5 separate regions of the Mus musculus genome follow, and all the other regions are linked to region 4. Evidence: chromatin contacts called from public HiChIP or PLAC-seq data. All regions are on one chromosome and are shown on one strand. The core of a region is the stretch at or near the end of the contact, and the rest is flanking DNA. Distances in the headings are between cores, read along the strand shown. Region 1 overlaps Gm34636 (a long non-coding RNA gene). Region 2 overlaps Gm34922 (a long non-coding RNA gene). Region 3 overlaps Got1 (glutamic-oxaloacetic transaminase 1, soluble). Region 4 overlaps Dnmbp (dynamin binding protein). Region 5 has its middle 12 kb from the start of Mir5114.

Region 1 (3,982 bases), core at 537-3,036, 360 kb before region 4:
AAAGCTGGCTCTTCCCATAGCTGCAGTCCTGAAATAATCTTATACGCAAGCGGCCTTGGGTGCTGGGATACTGGTGACACCACCACCCAAAATAAAGGACAATGCAAAAGAAAAAGGAGGAAGAAGAGGTGAAGGAGAAGAGAAGAGGGGGAATCTACTGAAGAATCAACCTACCCACATCCGCAGGAGCAGCGTGGGACATGAAGCACAACATCAGAGTTGGTATGGCCAGAACAGCCAGCCGCTGATATCAGTGTCTTTGAAATCTTGCATGCTTTTGTAAAAAAAAAAAAAAAGTCATGTAAATTATGCATCCTGCTTCATAATGCATCATTATTTCTGTAAATAAAAATGTTCCCTTAAAAAAATCATCAAGAAGTTCCATTTTATCCCAAATATTTGAGATAATTTTCTGGCCTCACATTGACTGCCTGCCACTGTTTACATCTCGATGCAAGAAGCTCACATACATCAGAAAGAGCGCTAGACAGATGGAGGCAGGGGGAGTTTTCAAGCCAGCTTCATCTTCCTGCTCTATAACTTCCTAGACACACAAAGGTTACTCTCTTTTCCGAGGCAGATATCACAAGCTAGCCTTGATCTTACTAACCTCCTCTGCCTCAGCATCCTGAGTGCTCCCCTCATGCCACCTCCTGCTCATTTGTCTTCTTCACTTATCTTCTCTTTGGCCTTGGATACAGGAGAACGCCTTCATTGCCTTTTTTACTGAGCAGTTAAGCTCCAAGGAACCTACATGAGACCAAGATCCCCGAACTCTGTGGCCATGTAGGGGTGACATCCACATTATCCCAAGATGGCTCTAGACATTTCCGCAGCCCAGACTTGTTCTTGCTCTGTACTTTTCTAGCCACTCTGGTCCCTTCTGTGTGATCCTTGTACCCGTGCTTCAGAAACGGTCACAGGAGGCAAAAAATGAAGATTTGCATTGATGATCAACTGTCATGTCATTGAGGATGGGAGAGGAGTCATATTTTTAAAGATTTATTTTTCTTAAAGTTATACGTATGTGCACATGTCCACGTTTGTGCATGTGTCTGTATATGAGACCCTTGAAGCTGGAATAACACGTGGCCGTGAGCCACTGACATGGGTGCTGCTCGGGACCCAATGTATCTGTGTGCCTAACCACTGAGCCATCTGTCCAGCTTTGAGAGGTCACATGTTTATTCCCACGTATTTCTACCTCTTAGATCCTTGATTGCCTGTATCTGCTGTCTTCATTAAGGGAACTCTGAGCCTCTCTCTCATACTTGCCTCATGAACACATCACCTACAAAAGCAGGCCAAGCAGGAAAGGGAAGCTAATTTTGTTTTTAGCATCTGATTCATTGGTTGCTTGGAGTGCTGTATTAAGAGCATGGCTCAGTGGAAAAGAATGCGGTGATGGATTAGAGATGTCTGCCACAGGCACACAGTGGGAACAGAAGCTTGAATGCTGCCACTGGCTGTGCAGCTTAGAGATTCAAAAGTAGTCAATTCTAAAACTTCCAACAGTTATCAAAAGCTGGAAGTTTTCAGAAGATTCAAATGTTGAAGTTCCTTTTCTCAGAGACTTGGACCCCTGAGGCAATTACAAAATCAGTTAATAATGGTTCGTGTCTTAAGTTTGATAGCATGAAGGCCCAACTCCCTATCTATGGTTGGGTTGACTGGGTTAACTGAAAGTCAAGTCTCTTTCCTTTTGAATAGAATGGTATCAGCTCCATTCACTGGCCCTGGGTGTATCAGACCAGTCATTATGATTTACATTTGCTGACATCACAGAAATTTCTGGAATGTTATTGGTCATCCTAACAGTCCAGCATGCCCATTGAATTGAGAACTATAGACAGGAACAGAGGCTGACAACCTAAGATAAATGACTGATTGCAGAAACACATTTGAAAAAGAACCCATCCGGTGGTGGCTGGGAACCACTGCTCTCCTGATACATAGTGTCAGCAACTCAGATCCCACCCACGTTAAAAACTCTAGAGGCCTTTCGATCTGGGTGTGTGCGCCCTGATTTCACTTCAAAGCGCCTCTTTTGGTTTTAGGGTGAGTTACTTTGACAGTTGTTTTTAAAAAAAAAAAAAGAAACAAACAAAAAAAAAGATAGTTTCATTAAATAATTATCTCTTTGCTGTGGAATTCTAAAGACGTCCTGAAGCACTGTAGAATGCAGTGTGTTTGGGCTTTTAGAAATGTATTCTGCTGCTTCAGAGGCTCTGTGTGCTACAAAGCAGAACCCAAGGGGGATTGCCATGGCTGCTCTTGGGCAAGAAGCTTCCTGGCTGAATGGAGGCTATTTCATTCTGACTATTTATTTATTTATTTATTTAATGTATCTGAGTACACTGTAGCTGTCCTCAAACACACCAGAAGAGGGCATCAGATCAGATCCCATCACAGATGGTTGTGAGCCACCACGTGGTTGCTGGGAATTGAACGCAGGACCTTTGGCAGAGCAGTCAGTGCTCTTAACCGCTGAGCCATCTTTCCAGCCCGACCTCTTGTCTTATTGTGCCTCCACATAAAGCTACACACAGCAGTAAAAGACCTAGAGATTAAACATTCTTAGAATTCCTCATGTGGTATCTAGCTCTCCTAGAGTTTCTTGAAAACCCATTGTTTGCTTCTCTGTTCCAGGCTTTCCTTGCAATTGAATATTATTATTGATCACAATGTTATTATCGATTGCAACATTATTATCAATTGCAATATTATTATCAAATGGTAGCCATTGCAAAACCCTGATCTACCTTCCATTCTTACTTTTTCTGTGAAAGATTAACCCCTACCCCTCCTTATGACATCAGAGTTGTTCTAAATGTGTCCCTCTCAAGAGCTAGATGCGCCACAGAAAATGAAGCAGATGGAGAGGCTGGCTGGATGTAGATACACTGAGTGAACTCAGCAAGCATTGCAGACGGCATCCCTCTCAGAACGCTGGCAGGGATGTTGGCCTGCAATGGGTAGAGAGGAACTCCGCTATCAAAAACCTGCTCTGAATTGGCTTATCCCACCAGACATCCTTAACTTTGATGTCTTTCCCTTCCTATTAAATGTCACTGAGAGTCTATGTGAGGAAACCCCCATCTCTTGTGTGGCTCACCTTGGGCCTTTGTGTACCTTGACAGAGCAGTCCAGTGTGTAAGGGTCTTGTCCTCTCCAGAAACTTCCTCAGGCATCCTAATGCCCTTGTTGATTTGAGTCCTTCAGTGGCCACACCTTGCAAAAATCTATATTGCCCACATCTCCTGTTCAATGTTTGCAGTTCTGAGCTTACTTCCACTGCCCCCCACCACCATCAAAAAGGCCAAAGATGTACTTTTTACACTAATATGCAGTGTGGCAAAGGTATAGCAGAGGGATGTTTGGACTGCCTGCAGATGTTTATATAAATGGGTATAGTATTCTAGAGGGCAATTTGGCATTCGATAGCCAAAGTCTTAGAAACCTGTCTTAGAAATTTATTCAGAGGAAATAATCAAGGAATAAACGAGAATTTAACAGGTTGGGTTTTGCTTGTTTGCATGTTTGTTTGTTTCTAAATGGGAGTTGTATTTATAATAGAAGACTTGAGAACAAGAAGAGATTGGTAGTCTATGGTGTCACCGCCATAAGACAGGATACTATGCAGCCTTTAAGAGAAGAGTCTCTGAAGAGAAAGTATTGGCATGAAATCAACACCAAACTAACCCCATGTAAAAAAATACACATATGTACAGTGTGGGTCCACCTCCATCACTTCAGCATGTGTTGAGTATGAAATGTTCCCTTCAATGAGAAACCTGGGGTGAGTGTTCTGCAATGCTTTCCAATAAACATCTCCCACTGGGCACAACTGTTTAGCTGTGCTCTCTGATTTTTATATATAATGCTTTTGTATACCAAAAGGAGACCACTAGAAAAATTATCAAAAATGGTCGGTGGTCTTTCACAAGCTTTGTCACCATTCAGATTCAGAGTCCCGGCTATT
Region 2 (3,999 bases), core at 1,201-3,700, 290 kb before region 4:
GAACTTGGAGCTTGCCAATCCTGGCCAGGGAGCCCCAAAGATCTGCTATCTATCTCTGCCTCCCCAGTGCTGAGACTACAGATGTGTGCTCACCTTTTTACCCACCCAACCCTGAGACAACCTCTAGGCTCTTAGACAAAACAAATGAGTGTGTGTTTCATGGAGATTGGAGACAGGTGGAGGAGGAGGGAGGAAGACAGGATTGATTGTATTGAGGGCAAGCTAAGGGGACACCTTCTTATTGTTCTGCTATTAGACTCCTTTGGAAGACAGGAACTACACTGAAGTTCCCATCTGAGATGCTTTGTGCCCAGTAGGCTCTCAGGAATCCCAGCTGGGGACCATGCATGTGGGCCGTCAGATGCCCACCATGTCAGTTACAGAGGCTCTCACGTGTGTCCACACCCTGGGACACCTTTGGAATGTTGGTTCTCTGAATAACCCCCGTCATTCACACCCTACAGCCGCACTCAATCTGTCCCAGTCCCCGTGGCCCCTCACCCTTTGCTTGCTTTCAGATCTGGCAGAAACAAAGCCCCAAATACATGACCAACTGGCATACGATGAGTGATTAGCCCCCTGTCTGGAAAAGGCTGGGGTGAGGGCCTTTCTGTGCTAAGTGCAGTAACCCTAGCCCTCACCCAGTAGTAATTCTAGATGGTGGTAGCCGGGGCTGGGCATAGATGGGCAGTGTGAACAGCCAGCCTGAGGAGGGAGGTGCTCAGCCCACGTGGGAGGACCATCATCTCCTCCCAGGCAGTTGGAAGCATCAAATTAAGGCTAAGTGGAGGTAAATTAGATGTGCTGGGACAGCTGCCATGAGGATAAGTGGGTCTGGATACTAAGGGAAGGTTCTCCACAGGGGAGGGGAGGCAGGCCTTGCGGCCCTGTGGTCTCCCTGCTGTTCCTCACCTGAAGCAAGATAGCAAATTGTCTTGGGCAGAAGTTCCCCAGCTTGGCTGTGGGTGAGTAAATTGGACCCACCTGAACCTCACGCTCCTTGTGAATACAGTGAGATCTTAGTACCTACCTCGCAGGACCTTCAGTGAGCCAAGGGGTGACGGGATGACTGGCTCCCAGGAGGCTTTCTGTAATGTCCGTGGACTCTACGGGCTCCACACCTACCAAAAGCACATTCCTACCTCAGAAGTCCAAGGTGCTGGAGAAATTCGGTCAGCTACCGGATGTTTGTGGTTTTTACACTGTGACTAGTGAGTATGTGCACAGGCGAGGTCAGAACCTTAATGCAGGGCTGTTGGTAACTCAGAGGCCACCAGCTAACATCCAGTGACATAGCCATTGCTACTGGGAGGCTTCAGGCCATGATGTCTTCCGTTAGCATTGAAATAAGCATGGTAAGGTATTAGGTTGTTTTTCATTGGGGGGGAAATGTGACTCACTTATAAGTCAGTGAGAAACAGGTCCTCTCATGAAAATCCGTGGTGTGTTCACCGACCATGGTGGTTTGCATTTAGGCCCCTGTCTTGTGTGTCGGAAAGAAGGCTCCCCTGGGTCCTACCCTTTTTACCTTTTCAGAGGGTGATCACCACTCAGAGGTTCCACCGTGCTGAGGAAATGGAGGGAGCAAGGTTTCTTTAACATTGATGGCAAAGTAGTTTCTAATTTTAACGTTTAACTGGTTAAATATATTTAATTATATATAATTATTTATATTTAATTGTTATAGGTAACATTAAATTGCTTATATATTGTGGGAAATGTTGCATTTTAGGCTTGGAGGAATATATATAATCTTAGGTTTGTTAATTTGTTTATTTTGAAAGGAGAAACGTATTTTGATTCATAGTCTCAAACGCTCCCTCCGTAACTAGCTGTTTCCCTTGCTCTTTAGCCTATAGCAAGGGCAATATTATGGCAAAGGAACGCTTCTCCCTTCAGAGCAGTCAGGGATCAGAGAAAGAGGCAACCTTGAGTTAAGCAGCACTCTCTGAGGCGCAGGCAGCGTTTTCTAACAAGGCAAAGGAGGAAGGGCTGCGTGGATAGACAGACCCTCACCACCCTGCAGGATCAAAGGCTCCCAGAGAGAAACAGTGTAGACACAGAAAGGACAGACACTGCCTACACCCGAGCATCTCCAGTGCGGCCTCCAGACACCAATCAAGAGAGGGGTTAATGTAGGCTCCAGCAGACGCCAAATACTAACTACATGTGGCTTAGTGTTCCATACCTGCCCCACCTGACAGTGTTGGGCAGAACATGCTGAGGTATGGAAGCACTAAAAAAAGTTGATGTTCCCCCTGTGTTCCAGGAAGTACCACCAGCATGCAAATTTCCACAGAAAATCGAGAGAGAGAGAGAGAGAGAGAGAGAGAGAGAGAGAGAGAGAGAGAGAGAGAGAGAGAGCACTTCGAAGTCCTCTCCATTCCCACTCAAGATGAGTTAAAGCTGAGTCACTGCCCTTGGGTGGCGTCAGTGTTACAGAAAGTGACCACCAGGGGGCACACATTCACCACTAGAAAGCCTTGGGCACTGTTTCCCGTCCAGAAAACAAGCCAAGATGGAAGCCTCCTGCTGGCTGGGGAGGAACACAGGCTCTTCAGAAAGAAACACAAGGTTCTCCTTTGTATGCTTTACATCTAAAAGTTATTGTTGTTTCAAATATTGACGAAGGCTGCTGTGGGGAAGCAGGATTTGCCCATTTCTTTGATCTAACCCAGAGTGGCTGCCCATATCCCAAGCTGTATTCTCTGATTGCCTGTCTCAGTGTCCCAGATTCTCACTTGGTAAGCCTAAGGCCATTTAAGTCAACGGTTTCAGACTATACTCCTAAAATGTAGAGGAAGAAAGAACGAGAGAAAAAAAGACAGACAGACAGACTAAAGCTGCTTTCTGTGAGGAACTAATGCATGTTTTACCTTCTCAACCTCTGACTGACTGATGATGTTGGCCAAATCCCTGGCTGGCGTTTCAGATTTCCAGGGCTCCCTGCTCTTCACTTCCGGCTGCTGACATGGCTACAGTCCTGGTGTGGGCAGCAATCATGGTGAGGATCCTGTTAAAGCTGAAGATGGGGCTATCTCACACCAGTCAAGGGGTGTGTGTGGCAGATTAGGGAGGGTGAAAGCTGAGGCAGAGTGATTGCTGCAAGTTCAAGGCCAGTTTTGTCTAAATAAGTGAGACCAGGGGCTGGAGAGATCACATAGCAGTTAAGAGCACTGCTAACCAAGCAGGAGCATCTGAGTTCTAATCCCCAGGACCACAAATGAGTAGAGTCTGATCACATACAACATACATACATATATATATACACATATACACACATATATACATATACACACATATACACGCATATATACACATATTTCTTATACACAGACATGCACATATACATACACACATACACTATACACACATATACACACACACATATATATACATACATTCACATATACACACATACACATATACACACATATATACATATACACACATATTCACTTACACACAGACATGCACATATACACTATACACACCTACACACATACACACATATATATATATATACACATACATACACATATACACATAGATATACACATATACATACACTGATACACATGAATACATACACATTCATACACATACACACCACAAACACATACACAGACATACATATACATACATACCACATATACACACGCCACATACATATACACACATACATACACATTACAGACACCACATACACACACACACACACACACATACTAATTAATTAATTGGTTAAAAACAAACGTACCTCTTTAGTAAGTTAAACAAACAAATAATGAGGTCCTGTCTCAAAAGGAAGGTATGCAGAGACTGGGGTGCTCACGCTTAATACATTGTTGGTGGGACTGTAAAAAGATACAGCTACTAAGTTAACCAGTATGACGGATCCTTAAAAAGCTGAACTTAGAAATACCACGTGGCCCTGAAAATGTAGGTGTGCCATATTGCCAAAAGAGTCGAAAGCGGAGACTCAAGCAAATGTGTACA
Region 3 (3,766 bases), core at 938-3,437, 420 kb before region 4:
TAACTCCACCCTCTGCAGACCCTCTAAGGGACCTGTCACCATTCCTTTCCCTAGCTCCCAAGCCCCACCCCCCCCCTCCGATTTTCTTCAGGTTAAAATACATTTTAAAAAAAGATTTTAAAATAAAGTATTTATGAAAACTCAATAAATTGTAAATAATTTTTAAATAAAATAAAAATGTGTTTTCCTGGACTAGCTGCTTTGCTTGCCCATGGGATTCTGGAGTTTGAAAATGGTTTCATTTGAGATGCGTGTCAGACAATGCACAGGTGTCAACATCTCACCTGTGTGGCCCACCTGCCTGCAGGGCACTAACTACCCTTGAGGCAGGTGCGAGGCTGAGGTAAGGTTACAGCAAAGTTCGGGTACTTCAGGTAGACTTTGCTTTGGGAAGTCAGGTGAGTCGGATTTTTATAGGAATGAACGGCAGAAGAGGGAAGTAAACCTAAGACTGGATGTAAGTGGAGACAAGGGGGTATTAAGAGGATACTGAGAAGGGCCAGTGGCTGCTGAACCCATGTGACCATGAGAAAAGACCAGGATGTTGGAGGCCAGACCCTACACCCCTGAGACTCTGCTGGCTTTCTCGGACCTTCTGGAACATCAAGATGGCCCCATTCCAGTGGTTCCTACGCAAAGGCTAGAGGCAGGAACAAGAAAGCAGTGGGCCAGAGGTTCCGTGTGCAGTTAGCTGGCTCCAGAAGGCGGACCAGCCAGGCAGCTTGCAAGCAGTGTAACAAGACCATTAGAGGGTTATGCTGGAACAATACAGGATTCTTCTCTGGAGACCCAATCGGGGCTATTCTTTCCTTAATACGCTAAAGGCTGTTTTCTCTGGGCTACACTTAGCAGGTGGTGTAATAAAGGCTGCTTAACTCATTTCTCAAAACTGCCTCTCAAAGGCGCTGATGCCTTTGGACAACTTGATTGAAGTTTTGGCAAGTTGGAGTTTTCTGTTTGCCCACCTCTGAAGTCTACCATGCACCCACATCTGAGAGCTCTTGCAGTGTCCCCCAAACATCCACAGAACCCCAGACACAGTACAGGACACGCTAACCAATTTGTCCCACTTCATCTTTTTTTTTTTTCTTTAAAATACTAAAAACTTTTTTAGCATGTTGGTACTGGCATTGAGACTTAAAGTTGTTTCCTTAATTTAAATAGTTTTGGCACTCCCCCTAGAAGAAAAATTAGAAATTTTTCTAATAAATAAATTTTTATAAAATAAATTTAAAAATAAAAAACTAGAAGAAAAATTCTCTTTCCCTAACAAGAAAAGTATGCCCTAGTAAGAGTTTACTGGGGAGCCAGTCAGTGGTGGCGCACACCTTTAATCCCAGCACGGGAGGCAGAGGCAGGCAGATTTCTGAGTTTAAGGCCAGCCTGGTTTACAGAGTGAGTTCCAGGACAGTCAGGGATACACAGAGAGACCCTGTCTCAAAAAAAAAAAAAAAAAAAAAAAAGGTGGGGGGTGGTTACTGGGTAGGACATTTTGGAGGGCCACATTGATCAAAATTGTTTTTTAAGATTTATTTATGTGTATGCCTTAGCATATGTAGGTACCCCTGGAAGCCAGAAGAGGGCGTCAGATCCCCTTGATCTGGAATTCCGGGCAGTTGTGGTTTCATGTGGGTGCTAGAAACAGAACCCCAGTCCTCTGCAAGAGCAACAAGCAATGCTCTTTTGCTCACAACAACCAAGTCTGTCCCCATCAGAGGTACTGGAGTCTGATGGCTTAAGCCACCCCTAGGGAGAATGCAAGAAACTCTTCCAGGGAAGGCAGCATCCTAGAGCTGAAAGAACAAACCTCAATAAAGGATACAAATGGAAACAAGCTGCAAGCTAACGTCTAATAACCTTTACCTCGTCCACACCCAGCAGCCTGGGGCACCTACAGAGAGTCAGCCCAGCCAGATGGTAGGATCTGCAAGGGCGGAGGGCTTTGCAAAGGAAAGCCAGACCAGGGATAACCACCGTTCCTCTCCGAAGGCAGGAAGCCAGACTGTTTCAGTACCAACAGACTGATTCAAAGAAAGGAATGAGGAATGACGGCAGAATGACAGCAACAGTCCAAATTCTGGCTCAAGGTCAAAGGTCTTTTTTTAAACTAAAAGGCCCTACTAACAGAACAGGGTGTCTTGGTAAGCTTGGAAAGAATTCCGTACCACACCCAGAGGAAAGGGGGTGAGTCAGAGACAACAGGAAGCAAGCAGACTGTTTCACTGCGGTAGCCAGGCTAGACCTGGTGACTTCTGGAGCCGACCATCTTTAAAAATCGTGGGATTTTTATACCTCAAGGGAGTCCTGGGAAATTCTGAAAAGCTACTCTTAAATATTTTGAAAAGTGGTTACTCTGTTGCTTAAAGTAAGGCATAGCCCTACCAATTTTTCCAGACCCACCCTTTTCCCAGAGTTCAGGGACTCTGGAACTTGTGATGTTTAAGCAGCTGTAATGTTTTCAATACACTAGGGACATAGCAGCTCCAGCGGTGACGGAAAGAGCTGGTATTCTAGAATCCCTCTAAATGATATCATCCTAGTTTCTTAAGAAAATGGCTGGTGTCTGAACGATAAACCTACAAAAGCAACATGGACTTACAGCCTGGATCCTACTTGAACTTCCAGTTTCATGAACACATTTTGTTTTTTCCTTTACCTTTGCCATCAGTGAACCCCTCTAAAGACTTCATTCTAAACTGTGGGTGGCAACTCATGAATGGATCACAAACTCCATTTCACTTGTCTTGATCAGCAGTTTTATTTTTTAAATAAAACAGAACAGACTAAGAAAATATCACAATGTGCCACATATCACAAGAGCAAATACCGTTTAGTGGAACTTTCATTTCAGTCAAATACGTAAATCCATTTGTATGTCATGATATAAATATTGGCCACAGTTGCCTTAAAAAAACTAATGTTCCAGACCAGGGACACAACCGTGCGGGGAGATCAGGGTGACGAGAGACAGAGATGGGTGGCGATGATGAGTTTTAATGCCCCAGCCAACACCCACAGTCACATCCGGCTCCTCAGACCAACTTGATCTTTGAGACTAGACTTTTGTACAGTCAGGCAACACGCAGAAGCCCAAGGCTCCGTGGGCATCACTCCTGCAGAATGCTAGAGAGGAAGGCAAGGTGATTACATCTCATAGCCAAAGTTCTTTTTATTCTTAAATAACTTTAATCTACTCTGGTTTCCAACAGGCTCTAACCCCAGAGCCCCCGGGGCTCATTTCAAGAAACGTCTTCTCATGTGGGGGGTCAGCTAAACAGCAGCTGCTTCCCCTCGGTCATCTCTAATAAAGGACGTGTACAGCTAGGTACAGCTAGGTTTGCGCAGGCAGGAAAGGTGTGACAAGAACTGCTTTGGTGGCGTGAACTACGAGGTGTTTCTTCACTGGATTTTGGTGACGGCTTCATGGATGGAGGTAGCGACGTAATCTAGGTTCTTGGTGGTCAAGCCGCACATGTTGATCCGACCACTCGGCAGGAGATAGATATGCTTCTCGTTGACCAAATACTCGACCTGCTTGGCTGTAGAGAAGACAGGAGGGCAAGACACTGACTTAAGCAGTGGACACTCAGAGATCACCATCTTCCTTCTTCCTCCTTAACTCAGACTGGTGCAATCAACCAACAGGAAACTACTCACTAGATCCTGGAAAGATTTCTCAGTAATTCATGTTCAATTTTCAGGACGTTGACAATATGACTACAGCAGAGGGGCAGCTTTGAAGCCGGGATGACCTCCCAGCCAGACC
Region 4 (3,702 bases), core at 70-2,569:
TTAATCTAATTGTGACCAGGTTTTTAAGCAGGCACACAGGGCCAAGTGTGAGGGCACGGGCCTGTCAATCCCAGCACCCAAGAGTAAGACACGCCTTGTGCCTTCTTGACGTCGTCCAAAGATCCCGAGTTAATGTGATTTACTCGGGCTGCTGGAAGCCAGTTCAGTACATACAGTACTGTGCTGCGTTTAACCACAGCTGCAGCCCTAGACAGTTACAGAGCCTCAGGCCTTTCTTGGTGCTGCCCTGCTTCCAGGTCAGCCGGTCTCATCCATCAGCTTCATTAAAAAAAAAAGATTCACATAGTTTTATCTTATGCATATGGGTGTTTTGCCTGTATGTATGTCACGTGTGTACCTGGGCATCTACCAAAAAGGATGGCAGGTCTCCTGGGACTGGAGTTACAGATGGTTGTGAGCTGCTATGTGGGTGCTGGGATTAATCTTGGGTGAGCAAGAGGACGAGCAGCCAGTGCTTTTAACCTCTGAATTATCTTCTAAGCTACCCCACCCAGTCAGTTTTTCTACCCTACATTTTTATTTTTTTGAGACAGAGTCTTACTGTGTAGTCCTAGGTGAAACTCATTATGTAGACCAGGCTAGCCTTGGACTCATAAAGACCCACCAACTTCTGACTCGCAAGTGTCAGGGCTAAGGGTGTGCGACCCCGTGCCCAATTCAACCCAACTTCTAGTTCACAGTCTACAGCACCAACCATTACTAAGAGTTCCCAGATAGATAAAAGCGGACCACCTCTGGATGGTAGGCTAGCATCCTCTGCAGAGGTAAGGGACACATGTGGGCACTGGGGGCTCAACACTTCACAAACTCTAAGGCCCCTTTCTTATTTTCTGGCTGTCTTCCAGGCATCTGAAATTGCCAGATGTCAGATTTCTACAGAAGGGTAGGTTTGTTTGTTTGTTTGTTTGTTTAAAGCAGAAATCCAAGCATAATATTTGGCAAATCTCTTAGCCATCTACATTATTAAGACAAGTCCTCAGGGTTGGGCCAAGATGGACATAATTTTCCCGTACATTTTCTCAAAGTTCTCACTGTCTGACCGAATGCACGGCTCCTCCTCTGAGCTGTGAGATAAGGAAGGGGCCTCGACCCACTGAGTTCTTGCTCTTTGGCCTCGTGAGCTGAAAGAGTTAAGAATTCCTCTTGACTCCTTTTCACAGTGGGGGGTGGGGGGGGATGACTCACAAATGCTGAGGAGACTCTGGCTCAATCAAGTCTTTTACTGACCTCCTACTCTGCAGGAATGAGTCTATAATCCCAAGGGACACACACCCTAGAAGGGCTCAGACTCCACAGGTCCGTGTGATTCATGTGTGCAGTGAGGAGGCGGGGCTTGACGTCTCCCACTTAACTCAGGTGACGCACACTCCCAGAGTTGATCCCGCCTTGTACACTTTCTAAGAAGCACCCATTGTCACCCATGCTCGGGCTATCTAGAAGCCTTCGAGTGTGTGTCGGAACTTAACCACTAGTGGCTTCTGTAAGCTGTCCCAAGTCCAGATGGAAGTTTGCAGAAGAAACTACAGGACAGATGAGCTGAGGAAAAGCTGGGAGATTACTGTCCAAATACAGCGTGCTGCCAGGGATATCAAGATGTAGAGCCCCACCCTTCCCTACTAGCGAGTGCCCATTTCTTCCTCTAAAGAGTTGAAACATAAATATCCGCAGAACAATGATTCTTCAACACCTTTTGGAAGGTAAACTCCAAAAGAGTTTGTGAAGGAAGTGGCGTCTGACCATTTGTCTGCAGGCGGGCAGCAACGCAGGCACAGGAAGAGTTAGGTAACTGCCGGAAGCGGGTTGGAATATCTGAAACCACTTATACCTCAGCCCGTAGTTCTGCTCACCTAACGGTAAACCAGCCATCTCTGGCGTAAATAGTTTCAGTCTCTAGTTTGTCTAGGTCTAACAGGGGCTAGGGATAGGCGGTGAGGAGGTAAGGGGGAGGGGACAGTGTGAGCCCTCCAGGTCAAGCGTGGGTGCCCAGAACTTCTTGTTCTGATTAGCCCAAGGACACTAAGAAAGCTACCACCTGAGTGTACACCATGCCACATGAGCCAGGAGCCTGCACCATCCACCACACTGTGGTCAGCAAGGCTCAGATCCCAGCAATTCACCCAGACTCAACAGCTATAGAGTTTAACTGTTACAGCACTAAAAGCTACCTATTTAGGGAGGAGGACAAAAGAAAGGAATGTGTGTAAGCCAGTCTTTAAGGTACAGTACGCATAACAGTATTTTAGGGAGACAAGGTAGGAATTACTCAAGGCTAGCGTGGGTCTCTCTGGATAAAAACATTGGACTAAATATGCCACTCCTGTGTGTGACTCTAATAATCAGGGAACATAAGACAAGTCTCTATTTCATGTGTGTGCATTCCCAGCTTGTCTGTCTGTGCACCACATGTGCACCACAGCCCAGAAGAAAGTGGGTCCCCCGGGACTGGAGTTACAGATGGTTGGGAGCTGCCACGTGGACACTGGGCAGTGAACCCCGATCCTCAGGAAGAGCAGCCGGTGCTCTTAACCTCTGAGCCATCCCTCCAGCCCTGAGTATGTGAAAGTTAATGCTATAAATGTAAAATTATAAAAACATTCAGAAAAAAAAAAACTGGGCGTGGTGGTGCACACATTTAATCCCAGCATTCGGGAGGCGGAGGCAGGCAGATTTCTGAGTTCGAGGCCAGCCTGGTCTATAGAGTGAGTTCCAGGACAGCCAGAGCTACACAGAGAAACCCTGTCTCGAAAAACAAAAAAAAACAAACAAATATATATATATATACACACACACATACATATATATAATATATATTGTATATATATTTATTCAGAAATAAGATTTACAACATGCCATGAAACACATACTGACCCTTATCTGACCCTTTTAAAAGGAAAAAGAGCAGTAACACATTAATGCCACACGGATCAACCTTGAAGATGCTATGCTTTGTGAGACCAGCAGACACAGGGACAGACACTGCCAGATTCCACTCAGATGAAGTACTCGGTGCAGCCGGAGCCACAGAGACAGAGGAAAGGCTAGAGAACTAGCATTCTGTTGGGGAACTATGGCTGCTCAGTTGGGGAATATGAGAAAGTTCTGGAGGCAGAACGCTACTTATGGTAGCAAATTAGTGGTATGAAACTGTACACTTAAAATGTTCAAAATGGTAAAGCGTATGTAATATTCATTGATCACAATAGAAAAAGCAACGTGTTTAACATGTTATAAAACGTGATGGAATGCAAACTAAGGCCTGGGAGACGGATTGTTTTAATAAGCAACACAGCCACAAGTCTTAACACATTGTTAAAGATCTGAGATCATGGGCTGTAAACTTTCACCCAGAGAGATACTGATAGCAACCAGCCTAATGAGTAATTTCCAACATGGCCTTTGGGGTAAAGGTCTGAACTGGGTACACACTGAGGACATAGAACATCAGCCCTTCCAATTCTGTCCTCCAGCCTGCTCTGTGCCCCAAGGTGGTGACCTCAAACACCAAATCCAAGTGCTTGCCTCTGGAGTCCTGCTAGCTTCGACCAATGAGCAGGGCAAGGCAGAGGCTGGAAAAGCTGGATCCAACCTATAGAACAGCAGGGATCTAAAGACAGAGGCGGGAGAAGCCGGATCCAACCAATAGGACAGAAGGGATCTAAAGACAGAGGTGGGAGAAGCTGG
Region 5 (3,775 bases), core at 626-3,125, 400 kb after region 4:
GTGCTGCTATAAGAGATGTTTATCACTATACTGGGCCTCATCTTTAGTTTTAAAAAAATGTCATTATCCTCACCCCAAAAGGAAACACTATTCCCATTCGAATGACTCCTCATGACCCTCCCACTGTATCAACAACCAATATGCTGCCTATGAATCGGTTGTTGTTTATGTCGGAGAAATAGCCATACTGTGTGTGTCTGGTAGCCTCCCTGCATGACATTCTGTGTGTCTCTTTGTAACAGGTCCCCCACCGCCCCCCCCCCCCAACCTGGTCCTTAGTTGGCTCCCAAATCTTAACACAACTAACATGGTGAAGTGATAGAAGTACTATTCAGGTCATGGAACCCAGCACATAGGCAGCACCACCCGCCAAAATGAAAACAAAGATCTAATTCATCAAAGGCCATAGCTCTGGGAAGTCTGTAAATGTACTAGCCTTGCTTTTTGGCTTCTGTAGTTCCCCTTCTGGCTAACTGTTCTTGCTAAATGTGTCAAACAAAGACATGTTTTGTATTGTGTGTGTGTGTGTGTGTGTGTGTGTGTGTGTGTGTGCTTAAAAGCTTGCCCTGAGAGAGCTGAAGAGATGGAACAGCAGTTCAGAGCATTGACCGCTTTGCCCAAGGTTCTAAGTTCAATTCCCAGCAACCACATGGTGGCTCACAGTCATCTGTAATGGGATCCGATGCCCTCTTCTGGTGTGTCTGAAGACAGCTACAGTGTACTCATATTAAAAAAAAAAAATACAAAAAAAATGCCATAAGCCGGGCGTAGTGGCGCACGCCTTTAATCCCAGCACTTGGGAGGCAGAGGCAGGCAGATTTCTGAGTTCGAGGCCAGCCTGGTCTACAGAGTGAGTTCCAGGACAGCCAGGGCTACACAGAGAAACCCTGTCTCGAAAAACCAAAAAAATAAATAAATAAATAAATAAAATAATAATAATAATAATAATAATTAAAAACAAACATCTCACCCCGAGAAAGGCTCAAGTCTGTAAGTACCAGCCAGCTAATAGACTTTCTACTGGCTTAAATCTGTGTCTAAGTCATTTCTTTGATTTATCTTCTTTGATCGATTCCTAACATTTTCACACTGGCACAAATCAGTTTTTAACTCCTCATTATGATTAACAGTCCATTGTATTTATGGGGAGCAGTTGAGTTGTCCCCCCCTTTCGGCTTCTATGAATAGTATGCTCTGCACATTTGTGTGTGTATATTCTAGCATTTGCTCTCTGTCGATTTGTGTACACAGGAATGGGATTTCTTCTGTAATAATTCTGTTTAACTTTTTTTTTTTTTGAGTAAACAGTTTTCAACAGCAGTAATGGACAGTGTCACCCACCCTTCACCATAACATTTCTCCTTTTTTTTTTCTTTTTTCTTTCTGCTTTCGGGGAAGGCCAGACCCCATGGAGTAAAGTAGAAGCTCTGCTTCCAGTAGCAAGATTGCTTTAGCCAAAGCCTCAAACCGTGCCTCCAACCTCGCCATTTCCAGGAGCAGGCAGTGTGGCTACCTCCCTGGATCACTAACGCACCTCCCACCCCACTGCGGCCAAACACACATACACAGCCCTGTGACATCATAAATTACTGTCCTGGTGACCGTACATGGAGCCCTACCAAACTCCAACTCAGGTTAAGCTGAGTGCCTGAAATAGAAGCAACATGCAACGCTCTTCCTCCAGTCCTGGCCCTCTGCCAGTGCCTGCCCGGGAGAGGTCCAGCTAGGGTGAGGAAAAGCAAGGGTCAGGCGTGCGGGCCCCTCCCGGGGTTACTCTGGGTTAGCATTGGCCCCAGATTCACTCGCGTTCACCAGGCCCAAAGCGCCTGACCCCTCGCAGCCAATCAGCGGCCTCACCGGGCTCTGCACGCATCGCTCCAATCAGGATGCGCTGCTCCTGAAGCTAGCCGGTGTACCTTGCAGTCACAGATGGAGGCTAGCCCAGTCCCTGACCTCACAACCCCCCCCCCCCCCCCCGCCTCCGCTCCCCGGACCTTGAATGTGGGCTCTGGTCGCCAGCTTTCGCCAAGGAAGGGGGTGGGGGTGTGTGCTGGCAAAGCAGCGCACGTTTTTTTTTGTTTTTTTGTTTTGTTTTTTTCCATCTACGTAGTGCAAACGCTTATGGAGGAGGAGGCAGAGCTAGGACTTAGCAAAACAGACCTCAGATTGGGTCATGGTGTAGAGGAGAGCACTCCGAAAAGCACAGCATTAATGTGATCAGGAACTTTCCAGGCTGATGTCAGCAGGCATGAAGGGGCGTGGAGTGGGCAGTGGGAGGAGAAAATGCAGGGGAGGCGGTGAGAGTCTGGAAATCTCGATATTTAAGAAACTTACTGTGATAGCAGAGGGGACCACAGGGGCTGGAAGCCTTATTCCAGGCTTTGAAAAGACTCCGATGGGGGCATGGGGAAGGAAAAGGAAGGACACATCTGAAAAGTATTTTTGGAGCAGAGTAGACATTCAGATGCTGGAATGGTGAAGTGGATGCAGGGTGGGAGGGGCACCCATGACAGGCTTTTAGCTCGAGTCGCTCTGCAGGGGCAGCCTCTGCACCAACTTAAAATAAGAAGCTTGAAACAAAGCAGGCTTGGACTGGGAGCGGGAAGTTAGTATTTAACACGGGAGTGGGAGTTGTACAAAGTTTGCTGGGATTAAAGGCAGTAATCACCACACATAATCTTAACGTGCCCTTAAATGTGGCTTGCAAGAATTGCATTGAGAATTTTTTTTTTCTGTCTCCATGTTCATCAGGGGAAAAAACGGCTGACAATTTTCTTTTTTAAAAATGTGTGTGCTCTGAACCAGTTTTTATATCAAGGTAATGCAGACTTGGCAGGGTGAACTTGGTAGTGTTCTGTATACCATATGAAACAGTTTAAGGAGCTTGGTTATTACCTCTTCCTTAAAGATTTGATAAAACTCGGCAACGAGTCAGTCTGGTGCTACATTTTGACTTTTGGGGAAACTTTTGGTTACTGTCTCAGTCTTGTTGACTTTTTAAAAAAATGATTTTAGAGCTTTATTATAGAAAGACAGGGGGAAAGAGAGAAGGTAGAAAAGAGAGAGAAGAAAGGCTAGAGAATAAAGAGGGAGAGAGAGGAGAGGAGAAGACAAAAAGAGAGAGGAGTGAGGAGTAAGAGCCGTCTTGTTGATTGTTATGAATCCATTTTAATCGTTTATGTCCTTTTGGCTTGATTTTGTGAGTCCTCTATGACTAGGAGTTTATTTATTTCTTCAATGCCTGCTAATGTATTGCCAATGATCATGGAACTGAAGATGGTTAAAAACTACTTTAGAATGTTAGGAAGTGAAGCTAGTGCACACCTTTCATTCCAGCACTCGGGAGGCTGAGCAAGGTGGAGTTCTGAGTTCGAGGCCAGCCTGGTCTACAGAGCGAGTAAAATAAATAAAAAAGACTGTTAGGAAGTTAAAAGCTATTTAAGGAGCACGTGGGAAGAATGAGTGAATGGGATGAAGACAGTGGGTAGAGAAAGGGAAAGACTAGAGAGACAATGGATGAAAGAAGGAGAAAGAAGAGGAGGGAGAGGCTGTTGAGGGAAAAGAGCAGGAGACTGGGGAAAAAATAAAGAGAAAGAACAAACACAAAGACGACCCAACAGTATAAAAAGGTGTTGCCCTTTAAAGATTTAATTCACATTAATTTTACGTATATGGATGCTTTGCCTGCGTGTATGTCTGTACCTGGTGCTCAAAGAGGCAGAAGAAGCTGTCAGATCATCTGGAATTGGAGTTACAGATGGTTGTGAACTGCCAT

Evidence for each region. HiChIP or PLAC-seq counts read pairs in DNA pulled down with a chosen protein or histone mark.
Region 1: a contact with region 4 is called in a FOXA1 HiChIP or PLAC-seq map of pancreatic cancer cells. The contact joins two enhancer-like sites. A contact is called at or near these places in 3 of 39 promoter capture datasets (embryonic stem cells, liver and pre-B cells) and 1 of 115 datasets of contacts at active chromatin or transcription factors (pancreatic cancer cells).
Region 2: a FOXA1 HiChIP or PLAC-seq map of pancreatic cancer cells shows a contact between it and region 4. The contact joins two enhancer-like sites. A contact is called at or near these places in 3 of 39 promoter capture datasets (liver, pre-B cells and stem cell-derived epiblast-like cells), 1 of 115 datasets of contacts at active chromatin or transcription factors (pancreatic cancer cells) and 1 of 9 other capture datasets (adipose tissue).
Region 3: an HNF4G HiChIP or PLAC-seq map of pancreatic cancer cells shows a contact between it and region 4. The contact joins two enhancer-like sites. A contact is called at or near these places in 1 of 39 promoter capture datasets (pre-B cells) and 2 of 115 datasets of contacts at active chromatin or transcription factors (embryonic stem cells and pancreatic cancer cells).
Region 5: an HNF4G HiChIP or PLAC-seq map of pancreatic cancer cells shows a contact between it and region 4. The contact joins two enhancer-like sites. A contact is called at or near these places in 1 of 39 promoter capture datasets (cranial neural crest) and 2 of 115 datasets of contacts at active chromatin or transcription factors (embryonic stem cells and pancreatic cancer cells).

What each region holds. Positions count from the first base shown.
Region 1 is chr19:43,559,100-43,563,081 of GRCm38.p6, forward strand. It overlaps Gm34636 (a long non-coding RNA gene), which reads right to left. Exons shown (of 3, transcript XR_877867.2): 2 at 175-274. Among named protein-coding and RNA genes, the nearest start is that of Gm34636, 7.9 kb to the right of the region's middle. Within about 2 kb of position 1,787, at least 24 of the 459 cell types and tissues checked have an H3K27ac peak or open chromatin away from gene starts, as enhancers often do. A contact at or near this core is called in pancreatic cancer cells, where this site is marked.
Region 2 is chr19:43,628,606-43,632,604 of GRCm38.p6, forward strand. All of the region lies in intron 1 of Gm34922 (a long non-coding RNA gene), which reads left to right. Among named protein-coding and RNA genes, the nearest start is that of Gm4311, 11 kb to the right of the region's middle. Within about 2 kb of position 2,451, at least 50 of the 459 cell types and tissues checked have an H3K27ac peak or open chromatin away from gene starts, as enhancers often do. A contact at or near this core is called in pancreatic cancer cells, where this site is marked.
Region 3 is chr19:43,497,019-43,500,784 of GRCm38.p6, forward strand. It overlaps Got1 (glutamic-oxaloacetic transaminase 1, soluble), which reads right to left. Exons shown (of 9, transcript NM_010324.2): 9 at 2,734-3,539. The coding sequence ends at 3,400. Cnnm1 (cyclin M1) reads left to right here. Exons shown (of 12, transcript NM_001373992.1): 12 at 1-192. Among named protein-coding and RNA genes, the nearest start is that of Got1, 26 kb to the right of the region's middle. Within about 2 kb of position 2,188, at least 88 of the 459 cell types and tissues checked have an H3K27ac peak or open chromatin away from gene starts, as enhancers often do. A contact at or near this core is called in pancreatic cancer cells, where this site is marked.
Region 4 is chr19:43,915,497-43,919,198 of GRCm38.p6, forward strand. The region is part of intron 1 of Dnmbp (dynamin binding protein); the gene reads right to left. Among named protein-coding and RNA genes, the nearest start is that of Gm50217, 3.5 kb to the right of the region's middle. Within about 2 kb of position 1,320, at least 186 of the 459 cell types and tissues checked have an H3K27ac peak or open chromatin away from gene starts, as enhancers often do. A contact at or near this core is called in pancreatic cancer cells, where this site is marked.
Region 5 is chr19:44,312,821-44,316,595 of GRCm38.p6, forward strand. No RefSeq gene overlaps it. Among named protein-coding and RNA genes, the nearest start is that of Mir5114, 12 kb to the left of the region's middle. Within about 2 kb of position 1,876, at least 328 of the 459 cell types and tissues checked have an H3K27ac peak or open chromatin away from gene starts, as enhancers often do. A contact at or near this core is called in pancreatic cancer cells, where this site is marked.